2 separate regions of the Oncorhynchus mykiss genome follow, and region 2 is linked to region 1. A link is a contact called in public Hi-C data. All regions are on one chromosome and are shown on one strand. The core of a region is the stretch at or near the end of the contact, and the rest is flanking DNA. Distances in the headings are between cores, read along the strand shown. Region 1 holds the start of osgn1 (oxidative stress induced growth inhibitor 1). Region 2 holds the start of romo1 (reactive oxygen species modulator 1).

The links. A called contact is a pair of places that touch in the nucleus more often than the background predicts.
Region 2: a Hi-C map of liver shows a contact between it and region 1, with 1.9 times the contacts expected there. The contact joins the promoter of romo1 here to the promoter of osgn1 in region 1. A contact is called at or near these places in 2 of 3 Hi-C or Micro-C datasets (blood and liver).

The regions. Positions count from the first base shown.
Region 1 is chr17:38,387,102-38,393,474 of USDA_OmykA_1.1, forward strand. It overlaps osgn1 (oxidative stress induced growth inhibitor 1), which reads left to right and starts at 3,032. Exons shown (of 6, transcript XM_036949854.1): 1 at 3,032-3,076; 2 at 6,020-6,096. The coding sequence starts at 6,039.
Region 2 is chr17:38,672,804-38,679,108 of USDA_OmykA_1.1, forward strand. It overlaps romo1 (reactive oxygen species modulator 1), which reads left to right and starts at 3,261. Exons shown (of 3, transcript NM_001160686.2): 1 at 3,261-3,273; 2 at 3,657-3,787; 3 at 4,001-4,678. The coding sequence starts at 3,657. The coding sequence ends at 4,109. It overlaps ergic3 (endoplasmic reticulum-Golgi intermediate compartment protein 3), which reads right to left. Exons shown (of 14, transcript XM_021568421.2): 8 at 4,988-5,002; 9 at 4,461-4,492; 10 at 4,285-4,381; 11 at 900-964; 12 at 515-651.

The sequences.
Region 1 (6,373 bases), core at 1,782-4,281:
ATCAATCTCACACAAATCATCAAGAAACCTGTAATTGACAATTAACCTGTAAGTCTATGTCGTTGTTTTTTTTTTTATTGTTTATGTGTTCGCTATGCGGGGGGAAATGATAAGACAAGCGGAACTATGTGACTAAGAACTGTTGTAATGGGGATTATTATCGTAGCAACACACCTTTGGAGTGAAGGCAATCTGTGTTAGCTAAGTTTTCATGTCTTTGCGTGTTGTTCGCAAAGGTTGAAGTGTATATGTTAGGATGGTAACGTTATCATAATTAAGGCTGAAGCGTAAATTCATGCCAGGAATAATAAGTGTGAAGTTTTTGACATCCTCCCTTCTGTAATAAGCAGCCAATTAGGTATGTTTCCTTTATTCATGTGTTTAGTAATTATTTTCAAATAAACCAAATTTGCCTTAACACAGTAGGCCTAAATATTTCCTAACGATATCACTACTTAAATATAGCCTACTTACTCCTCAATTGGATCAAGTACATTTTGGTAATTATTTTCATCGTCTCTAAGGAAACTATCTAGGGCAGACACTCGCAAATCGCTTCTGCTGCTTGTAAAACATATAACGAATTAATGTCTGTGAAGCCGCCGAGCTCTCAAATACCGTGCCAGTCTCTCACTCTGTGAACGGTCACTGCTATCCGTATTCCTTGGGTCGTTCTTACCCTAAACTTAACCATTTTACATTTATACTTGTTTGAGGTAGGGACATCCCAAGGATCCTGAATAGCACCTAATTAACTCCTCTATATTCGACTGAAAGCCGTGGACACAACTCTTATTGGTTCGACTGAAAGCCGTGGACACAACCCTTATTGGTTCTCAAATGTAGGTTACTGGGAACTGGTTACATCACAGTCTGTGATTGGCCAACAACATTTAGATCTGTATGCAGCGAGAAAAGATAACATACCATGCCAGGAGGTGTTGAGGGAAAGACAGATTACCTATAGATTGGACATCATCCTTTCTAGGCCATTAGCGATAACAGGAAATACACAAGACGTAGGCTACACTGTAGTTCAAGGTGGCTACGTCGGAATGTCTGCTTGCACGGGAAACATTGTACGTTTCCAACACATATGGTTGAGATTTTATTAATATAAATATAAACTATGCACATTATGACTTTTATTAACATGCGACACAGGCGTCACGCAGACGTTAGTAAGGTGTTTGTATCATGTCATGTCAGTCAGACGTGCAATGCTAGGCAACAGCCACACGGTGGTACGGTTGCCTTGGCTTATATATGCCTCTTATCACCCCCCATAGGACACTGTCTAGTCGTGTCTACCAGTGTCCTAGATCGCGGCCCTCGCCTCCCACCTGTGTTATTGGTGCATTACCGCCACCTACTGTGCTGGAGTGCTCCTGCCTGTGTACCGGAGACCTAGCTTAAAAATCTACCAATAGAAGTATAAAGAGGGGTTCCTGCATGTGCAAGAATGCCTACATTTGTTATTTTTTTATCCTTTATTTATCCAGGTTAGGCTCGTTGAGATAAAATATATTTTTAAAGAGAGACCTGGTTCAACCAAGAAAGCAGCAGGGGAAACAATGTTTCAGTCATAGACACACCATAAACAACATTTAAACGTAAACACGCATACATTACAAATACAGAAACAGAAGCGTTTTTAGAAACTTATTGACTATATAAAAGTATTTGGAATGATTATAACAAGAAACACTCGCAAACAAACAAAGTACACAAGACACACAGGGCTCGTTCGACATTGTGTTTAAAGGCAAGTCGAAACTGACTGATCTACAAATCACCTTGCATCCTAAAAACTACTCAATATTATTCGTAGATCAGTCAGTCACAATTTACCCATGACTCATCCCGGTTTTGATGATCTTGAACACAGCCATGGGTTCAGCTACCTTCAATAGTGAGAGTTGCCGCGTTCACATGCTAGACTGAACTAGTAAACTCAAACATTTCCGACATGCTTGTAGTTCAACAAGTCAGCAAGTCGGAAATTTCAGAGTTTTCTAGTTCCAACTAGGATGTGAACGTGGTAAGTGGCCTCTGCAAGTGTGTGAACGCATGCAGGAAGGCATGCGAATTGCGGCCCCGAATTGTGGGTAGAAATCACACCGTTCTTCATTTGAGATCATTCCATTTGTCCTTGAGGGAAATCTCCATCCACCCTCGGCACCAGACCATTCAAAACAAACTTGCCCAGTTGCTTGCATGATGTTCAGTGCTATCTGTGATCCTTGGGACGTCCATACCCTAAACCCTAATCCCTAGCATTCAAGATGTAAATTTCAATGGGGTAGGGACGTCCCAAGGATCCCAGATAGCGCAGATTGCATCATCAAGGAGGAAGCCTATAGTAATTTCAAGCATTATCTTCAGATGACCATGACGAGAGAGGCAGGTTGAAGTGGCCAGAGTCAGAGTTGTGCAGGAAGTGTTGTATGTTGAGGCAGTGAAAAAAGTAGAGGATAATGGGTCAAGGGTGAGGGACCCTGAGAGGATCCCAGTGAGTAGATTTTTACCAGCACAGAGGGATAGGACAATGAGTGATTTATGTTTGAGTAAGGTTGGCTTCGTAGCAATGGTTATCAACTGTACTGCAGAAATGGAATGTAAACTCACAGAAAATATATGCTGTGGTGGAAGCTGCATAGAAGTATTTGGGTATACGAGATTTGAATTCAGAAGAACTACAGGGTGTGTTGAGGGATGGTGTCCCGTCATCCCAGTATGTTGACATGGTGCAGGAGCAGATAGGGTCAAAGTAGTGGAATGGGGGAGTGGGTTTTTAATGAGTATCGGTGGCAGTTGAAGAGAAGTACCTGGGTATACAATATTTGAATGCAAAATAGTTAATGGGGTGGTGATTTACATGTTTTATGAAATAGTGATATATAGGTGTAGGGTTAATTGGTGTAATTATTATTATTATTTAGGAACCGGAATAATTAAGATAATTTAATGTAGGTAGGCCGTGACTGGGCTCACACTTCAGTACAGTAGGTGGCGGTGTATGCACTTTAAAGTTGGATGCGATCCACCAACCCAATCCCAAAAGACGAAGAAGAAGGTGACCATGAGTGGCTGGTGAACACAACGCAAATAGGAATTATAAAATTAGTTCATGCTCTTCCTCCATCGCGGGTTACCGTAACATTGCAGCATTTTACACATGTCGGTGAAAGAGTCACATAACGAGAATTTGAGGCATATCTTTAGAGATTGCAGTCGGTTGAACCTGCCTGGGGAAGGAATCGAAGGTTTTCATCAAGGGTAGGCGTTTGATAACTAGCAACGTTTAAGGGATATCAACGGTAGCCTTGTCTTCATAGCTATCGGTAAGTGGAAACATTGTAGTCAATATTTCAACATTTTCGTTCTCCTTATTGGGCCCATTTAGCTTTTCTCCGACGTCTTCTAGGCTTGCTGATGTGTCTGTTGGTAAATAGCGAATTTGACGTGGTTTCAATGTGCCGGTTGCGGATGGAAACCGTAGACGGGAACCCAGCATTAAAGTAGAAATCTAAATCATTTAAACAAGGCTATCAGTCTAGACGTTTTGCGTTGAATTCAGGTTGTGTGTGTAACTTTAATCTATCGACAATTAGGCTACAGTCCAGTTAGAAGGCTACAGTCCAGTTAGAAGGCTGCGTCGGCTGCCGTCAGATGGTCCACTACGAGACTTACAATCGGGCTTGGTTGCGGGTACTGTGCAGGTCTCGCGTAGCGCATGGACGGAAATTATTGGCTATAATATAGGACCCATGATTCATTCGAACCTAGCGAGCTAATTTGACAAGCATTTTCAGCTAGCATGGCGAATATTGACATGTATTACATTTATGTTTAACATGGCACATTATTTATAACCATAGCGCATTGAGTCGTTCGCAGTTATATCATAACCTCATGTGGTGCTCTGGCAGGATTACATCATTGGTACAGTGAAACAAAGACCGGCAGATGGCGGGATTGAGTCGTTTAATTTTACCGTCCAAAGGGACTCTGTTTATGCAAGGCAAACCTGTTCCTAGATGTGTTCTAAGACGAAATCAACAGTACAAAACCAATGATGAAATCAACTGGGGGAAGAAAAAAAAAAATGTTTTAAGCAATTGATCTTGTCATCATGACTATGAACTTTTAAACTAACACCACCAGTCTGAGGTAAAAAAAAAAAAAAAAAGTAATTCCCCTCAATTGTATGTGGTCCAAAACTTCTGCATGTGTAATGTAGTAACACATATTGTCCACATTATGGAAAGTAGCATAATAATCATGAATTAGATATGGCAAAATAATTATATCTTAATTTAGGATGATAGTAAATGAAGCAAACTCCCAAGATTTTTTCAATAATCACATTTTCTCTCTAGTTTAAACATTTCGTTACCTTCTTTATGAAACACCATTTTCCACTGCCATGCTATGGTGGCTAATGCTAATTCCTGACATTGAGTACAGCATTCAGACAAAAGGTAAACAGGCTACTGCAACCTGATTGGCTGTACGTAATACGCAACATCCGGAACTAGCATTAGCCACTCTAGGATGGTGGTGGAAAATGGTGTTTCATAAAGAATGCATATTTCACCTGCTTTTTTTCCGCCTTCTCTCCATTAAATCGAGTTAAGGAGGAAAACTTTGCCTTTCCAGACTGAATATTTTATGTTTCGAACCGGTCCATGGGGGATACGAGTGTCTAGCGGGCTTCGTACAGTCCCTTTAGACGTTAAGATGAAACGACCCAACATCGGCATCTGCCGGCCTTTGGGCTACCCCAGGCCTATCATACTAGGCGTAGAAAAAAGGCTGTGGGCGGAGAAAAAGTTTACTGTAAAGTTGACTTGTTTGGTTATGACTGCTTTCTTGAACAATATTTTATAGACAATCGTCTGCCAAGTTTATTTAACCACGAAAATACTCTTTAGTTGAAACGTTTACAGGAGAGGTGCAGTTTGACAAATTGAGCTATTAGTTGTCCCATTTCAGACAAGTAAGCCTTCGCCCCCAGCATGACCTACCTTGACAAAATATGTAGCTGTAACGACTGCAAATGTATGCAGGCTTTGATCACTGACATGTCATTCACGGACAAGTACAGACTGACACATGTACTGAAAGGCAGGCAGACAGAGACGACAGTAAGTAATGTGACAACTGAGCACAATGTAATTCTTTGGGATGAATACAAGAAAAAAACATTTGAAATGTCAATATTTATGTTGTGGTCTGACAAAATGTTTTTAACAAGGACATCTTAACCTAGATCTTGTGTAGGCTAATATCTCACTTTAATCCTGTCCAGCTGTTCTATATAAGCCTATAAATAATATGGGTTAAAGTATTTAAATAATATTGCACTGACTGTCACTAGAAAAGGTAAGGAACATCTGCTTGTAACAGTCAAATCTTAGTCAGTTCACATAGTTTCCTTTGCATTGTGAGTCCGGCTCAGCCGGATTGAGATGATAAAAAAGCTGCTTGCTGCGCTATCGCTTTAAACTTTCTGCCGAGTCACGCTTACATGCAAAGTGAGTTGTATAACCACGCTGCTTGCTGTAAGCCTCTGCAAGGATCCAGTAGGGGTCCCAGAGCTTTCTGGTATGACCTGTCTCTTCCCCCCCATTACTCACTTCACTACTGTACTACTTCTCCCCTTACATGCTTAAAGCTGTCCTCGCCCCCTTCCTGGCTAAATTAGATCACTATTGGACCCTTCCCAGCCATTTTAAGTGTTCTCCCTCAACTATTTGAGTTGAGTTTTAGCTGCAGTTTCCGTTCCACATTTATCTTATCTGTACACGTTCACCTTGACTTGAGGACACGGAGGCTGGTCTCGCCCAGACGGAAGTGTTTTGTTTCTTTTTATGTGCAGTTATGGAAACCAGCTTGGCAATGGTGTCGGACAGCGATGTGTCATTGGTGGACTGTGGAAATGTACTGAAGTAGAAGACCAGAGCAGGAATTTAAAGGCTAATGGTTAACGTCCCTTTTTTTTCTCTCCTTGCAGATAAAAGCATACAGTAGCCATGGACCTGCAAAATAAAGATATCCTTCCCAGAGAGATTCTGCCAGTTGTTGTCATCGGTAAGACTGGGGTTACTGTACACATTCAGCTCTGAAAGACTTGACTATAAAACCAGATTTGGTTAGAAGTTATTTCTACACACAGTAGGGAATTTGGTCAAAGATCTTCTCAGGGACTAGACTATGAAACTGCTACCGGTATTATAGGGAAGGAAGTAACACTTTGCACAACAGTGTTTCTCTTCTGAGGCAATTTCCAAATTGCATACGGTGGGTGAAAGGATGCATTGTCACCAAAATGTCAAGTGCCCTAGATCCTAGTAGACTCACAAGGCTA
Region 2 (6,305 bases), core at 2,011-4,510, 290 kb after region 1:
TAAACAACATATCCTGAGGCTACATTTATTGTAGCTGGGGATTTTAACAAGGCTAATCTGAAAACAAGGCTCCCCAAATTCTATCAGCATATTGATTGTGCTACCAGGGCTGGCAAAACCCTAGATCACTGTTATTCTAACTTCCATGACACATATAAAGCCCTCCCTTTGGAAAAGCTGACCACGACTCCATTTTGTTGCTCCCAGCCTATAGACAGAATCTAAAACAGGAAGCACCTGCGCTCAGGTCTGTCCAACGTTGGTCCGACCAATCGGATTCCATGCTTCAAGATTGCTTCGATCACGTGGACTGGGACATGTTCCGCATAACGTCGAACAACTTCACATTATTAAAATAAAGTGGTGATCCTAACTGACTTAAGACAGGGAATTTTTAAGAGGATTAAATGTCAAGAATTGTGAAAAACTGAGTTTAAATGTATTTGGCTAAGGTGTATGTAGACTTCTGACTTCAACTGTATATGGATTTTCAATTTTGTTTTAAGCTACCTACCGCTGTTTCTCTGTGAATTTCACCATCATGGGGGAGAGTTCATATAATACAAACACCCCAGGTAGGCCCTGGTCTCCGATCAGCCCGTTGGCTACTTTCTCATGTCGGGTCACAGAGAATTGGTTTGTTTTAACCACCTGTAAGACACAAGCAATACAAAAGCCTTCCATGTTTGTCCATTAAGCCTAAGTACCTTTCTTAGCATGCATAAACAGTCATGCACAGGGAAATATACAACAATTCAATAATGAATTCCCTTAATTTATTTTATAGCTATATCACATTTAAATTAACTCCATCAAATAGCTACAATTTGTTGGTACGGTCAATAACTACCCACCCGAGTTCATTTCACAGCTGTCATGTCTAATGTATACTCACTCACCTCTCCATCCCATTTCACGTAGATGGTTGGGACAATTTTCACAAAGTACTGATACATCATGGATGCTGGAATAAAACAAGTGATTGTTTTGTAATGTGTAGCAGCAGAGCCCATGTAGTCTGCAGAAATGCAACATTTCACTCATGAACGCAGGGTAGTGCTATAGATTGACACCACATAATTAGCAGGCTACACACCGATGAGCATTCTGAGTCTTTTTGGTGAGCAGGATCTTTTTGCGCTGTTCACCTAAAAGAGCCATTCACTTGGCTCACAAACAACTCTTCATTCAGTGCTTAAACATTTATGAAAATAAAATGTACATATTTCTAATGTAAAGCCTAAAATGTTGCCTACCATTATCTCAGATCGTGAAATGCGAGTTCAAATAAAAATGTTACATGACAAAATTACATTCACATCAACGGGGCTGTAGTGGAGCGAGTCGAGAGCTTCAAGTTCCTTAGTGTCCACATCACCACCAAACTACCATGTTCCAAATACACCAAGAGAGTCGTGAAGAGGGCACGACAATGTCTTTTCCCACTCAGGAGACCAGGTCCTCAACAAGTTCTACAGCTGCACCATCAAGAGCATACTGGTTGCATCACCGCCTGGTATGTCAACTGCTTGGCATACGACCACAAGGCTGCTACAGAGGGTAGTGTGTACGGCCCAGTACATCACTGGGGCCAAGCCTCCTGCCATCCAGGACCTCTACTAGCAGTGTCAGAGATAGGCCCCCAAAATGGGCAAAGACTACAGTCACTCAAGTCATAGACTGTTCTCTCTGCTACAGCACAGCAAGCTGTAGGGGAGCACCAAGTCTAGGTCCAAAAGGCTCATTAACAGATGTAGGACAATAAGACTGAACAATTAATCAAATGGCCACCCGGACTATTTGCATTGACCCCCCCCCCCCTTGTTTTTACACTGCTGCTGCTTGCTAAATATTTTCTTAAAACGGCATTGTTGGTTAAGGGCTTGTAAGTAAACATTTCACGGTAAGGACTACTGTTGTATTCGGCGCATGTGACAAATACATTTTGATTTACAAAAAAAAAAACATTACAAAAAAATCAGTCAAGAATTACCATCTTCAGAGAATGTTAGTATAACTTATCAGATAATCGATGCCTGGGGCTCAAATTTTCAGTATATCCTTTCACAGATGTGATTCGGTTCTCGACGTTCACAAAATGATCATTTCTATCAAGTGACCGGAAGTTCTTTTTTTTTTACTGACTGATCTTTTCAACTCGCCCAGTCAGAAGAACGAATCTGTTGACTAACTTCGTTCATTTGAGTCAGTAAAGCCCAGAGCACGGTGGACCCCTACCGTCGAACGATGAACACATTCTCTCTCTCTTCCACCCCCCCCCCCTCCCCTGACTGATTTTTTTGTAATGTTTTTTTTTTTTGTAAATCGAAATGTATTCGTCACATGCGCCGAATACAACAGTAGTTTTTTTTTTTACTGACTGACCCCTACCGTCGAACGATGAACACATTCTCTCTCTCTTCCACCCCCCCCTCCCCTGACTGTTTTTTTTGTAATGTTTTTTTTTTTTTGTAAATCGAAATGTATTCGTCACATGCGCCGAATACAACAGTAGTTTTTTTTTTTACTGACTGATCCCTACCGTCGAACGATGAACACATTATTCCCCCCCCCCCCCCCCCCCACTTGTAGAAGCGTGCTTTAAACAAATTTACATTTGTTGAATGCTAAGCTTACAAATACGACTATTTATTGGTACATTTGAAACGGAGATCTAGTTTGGCCGCAAAAGGACTAGATCGTGAACGACTCTTGGCGAAATGCATTGCTTGACTGCCGTGAGTGTGATTCATTCGCGAAACACAAACGATTCGTTCTCGAGTTTGTTGAGCAGAGTCTGTATGTTATGGTTCTTCAAAGCTGTGTCCATCATAACATTCAATAGTCAATTGCATTCATTTTTGCACCATGCTATCAACTATCTATTCCAGGTCGCAGTTGTAAATAAGAACTTGTTCTCAACTAGCCTACCTGGATAAATAAAGGTGAAAAACATTTTACAAAATCTGTTCACTATGCTGCCTGCAGCATTATCTATTTTTCCTGCGCACATATGACAGAGTTGTTGGTCGGAACGCGCTTGAATCCTGCTGTAGAATTCATTGCAGCTAGCAGGTCAAAGGATCGACTAAAATGAACGACTCACTCAGAAAAACGAATCGTTCACGAACTGATCTTTGTCTCCACTGCGTTGGTTTCGCAATCCTCTCAAGTAATGGCCGCCTGTTAGTACAGCATTCCAAACTACCTAGTCTCATCGAAAAGGGGTTTCTTCTCTAGTGACCGATAACTCACATTACGCAATAAACCAAGGTAAGTGCTGCTTAGAGCGAATAATAGTGATGATAGTTAACGCCCGACTATTATATTGTTCTATCTTTTCAAATGTCTTCAAGGCCTGACCTAGGTGACATGCAAACCAGTTAGCCAGCCAAAACGCAGCTAGCTAGCTGGGTAAACAGAAGCTCGAGATAAAGGGTGGACAACGTTCGTGACATTAGCTACATATCAATCTGTTTTCGGTGGCAAATAACGTTGATAGCTTAGCTAGCTAACTCCGCTATCTTAACTTACCGTTTAAGCTTAGCCACTGGTGTAGTCTTACGACGTAGCAAGCTAGCTACAAACGCCTAGCTAGCGCAACTGATTCATAAACCTGCCATGTATTTTGATGGTTGTACTTTCTTTCAATACAGATGCCAGTGGCAGTAGGACCGTATGGCCAGCAACAGCCAGCCTGCATTGACAGAATTAAAATGGGATTCATGATGGGCTTCGCTGTTGGGATGGCAGCTGGTGCCATGTTTGGAACCTTTTCCTGTCTAAGGTTAGTTAAGTTAACCCAACGTCTAGCTATCTACCTATTACAAGTAAGCCTACACTGAAATGCAATACACTTTGTAAGAATGCAATAGTGTGTTTGGGCATCATTTCTTTACATGTTTTTGTTGCAGGCATCCACACTGCATATTGTGGTTTGTTCAATAGAACTCGATTGTTTTGAAATTTTGTTCAAATGCTGTATTTTTTCTTCCCTCAGGGTTGGCATGAGAGGCAGAGAGCTGATGGGAGGAGTTGGGAAGACGATGATGCAGAGTGGAGGCACATTTGGTACATTTATGTCCATTGGGATGGGCATCCGCTGCTGAGACCACCTACCATACTTACTGAAAATTACATAGTGGGACTTTTGTCATAACTCATTCCCATGTCACACTTTGTCCCAGAACGATGGAGAAATTATGTCAATAAATGCTGTGATTTCAATTGCTGGTAGTAGGCCAAATGTTTGGTGTGGGGCTTTTGATAAATGGGATGACTAACCTTGTGGTGCTGCAACATTGGTACCATCCAAAGGATTGACGATACCAGGGTAGTCTCTCCCAAAGGACAGATGCTTGATAAAGTGAGTCATGTTGATCTGTAGGACAACACAAATAAGTGCTCACGTGTATGGAGAACATTGCCTGGGCAAGACAAGATTTGTCAAATGTACTTACGTTGTCTAGTCCAAAACTCTGCAGATCATGAACTGAAAATAATTTGAGACAAGATGTTAGTAATGCTGTGATAGCATCATCAGTTATGTTCTGGCAGTTATGAGGGCTTACTACTCAATCTACGACTCTCCCATTACAAGTTATAATTGTTGAGCCCTCCGAAATGTGATCTAGATTACTGCTTGTACCACCTCCAATAAAGATCAAACCAACAATCACACGCTGGTTATTCAAAAGGACTGTTTTAAACCACAAGTTAGAAGCAGCTTTGGTTGTCTTCGCTAGGCTTTAATTTAATAACAGGGTCAATTCTGACTGACAACCTCTTCATAAACAAAGTTTGATATTTGACTGGATCAATTTAGAAGGGAGGGATGTGGCCTGAGTGCCAGTCTGTTTGTGCTCTTACGCCAACTCATTGTCATGACAAGGACAGCAAGGGAATAGAGGAGCACAAACAGATCTGGGACCAGGGTAAGGGGGGGACGTTTACTACAAAAATAAAAGCTACAAAAAGATGGACTTACTTTCCACAGCGTGCACTGCAGAAAGAAGAGAGAAGAGTCACTATATGACGCATGTTGGGCTACATAGAAAAAGAGGCTGGCCAAAGGCAATATGCCTCTGAAGGGGGTTCATCACATCTGGTATTTCATATATGGCCAAATTCTTTTCAAAAAGGGATTCTTGTCTCTTATTTCTGCCTTTAAGCAGACATGGACAGTAGTACTAGTCTAGCAAATAAAATCAGCATTGAGCTGGTGAATCCTTCTGCTCTATACTTTCTGTACATTGTGTTGATGACAAAAGAAACCTTTCAATGCTTCCAAGCAAGTTTATAGCGAGTATAGTACTTTGGGCCTACAACTTCATCTGGTTATGTACCATGCTACTCTATCAGCAATTCTTGAGAAATTAGTTATTAGGGTAAATGAAATTACAACAGTGCCTCAATGACAAATATGCCTGTATTGTCACACAGTTACAAAGGTTACATCAGTAAGAATTTTTATAGTAACGACTTCTGCTCTTATGCCCGCTTCCACAGTTGGAGTGCAATTGTCAACTTCTGTCAAGCCGAGTAACATGATTTAATTTGTAAAATCCATTGCAATAAATGTTTTGCGATCAGTATGCCAAACAAATTAATACATTTCACATTCATATTTATCCAGAGTGTAAGTGTCAATGCAAAATAACTTGATTAGTAAGTTAGTGTTATCAGTAGGCAACAATGATAAAGCAAGTGAGTCAATTATCCATTTACAGTCAAAACGTTACGTTTATATGTAGAAAAAAAGAGCTACTTAGTTTGACACATTTTCACCTCTGCCATAAAGATCAGATGTTTTCATGAGAAAAAAAAGAGCTACAATTAATTACTGAGATTGCAGCGGATCCTATTAGGAAAGAACGGAAGAAGTCTAGCATAAGACAACGAAAGGAATGATGAAAAAGAAAAACATGCACCATTTACAAAAGGATTTACGAGTGTTTTACTGGAAAGATTAGTTATGGATGCACTAGAAATGCCTACTGGCATAGTGACTTGCAAGTGAACTTACCGGTTAACATTGGTCTTTCCTTGCTATCCTCTGAGAATGTGCTAGGGGCAAACTACACTACAAAAGGGTCTGTACCTGGTCTGAGACAGACTGTTTTAATAAATCACAAGGTGTTTCTGGTAGCAAGTAAGCAATTTTTGATTTCCAACCCAAATCAGTCTGCTACCCGTTTGTCTTTGTGCAATTCAGAGGATTGACTTTCTGTCATGGGTATTGATGGAAAACAGAATTCTTACTTAATTGATAATTGATATAAGACCAGGGGACCAACCCATTTCGA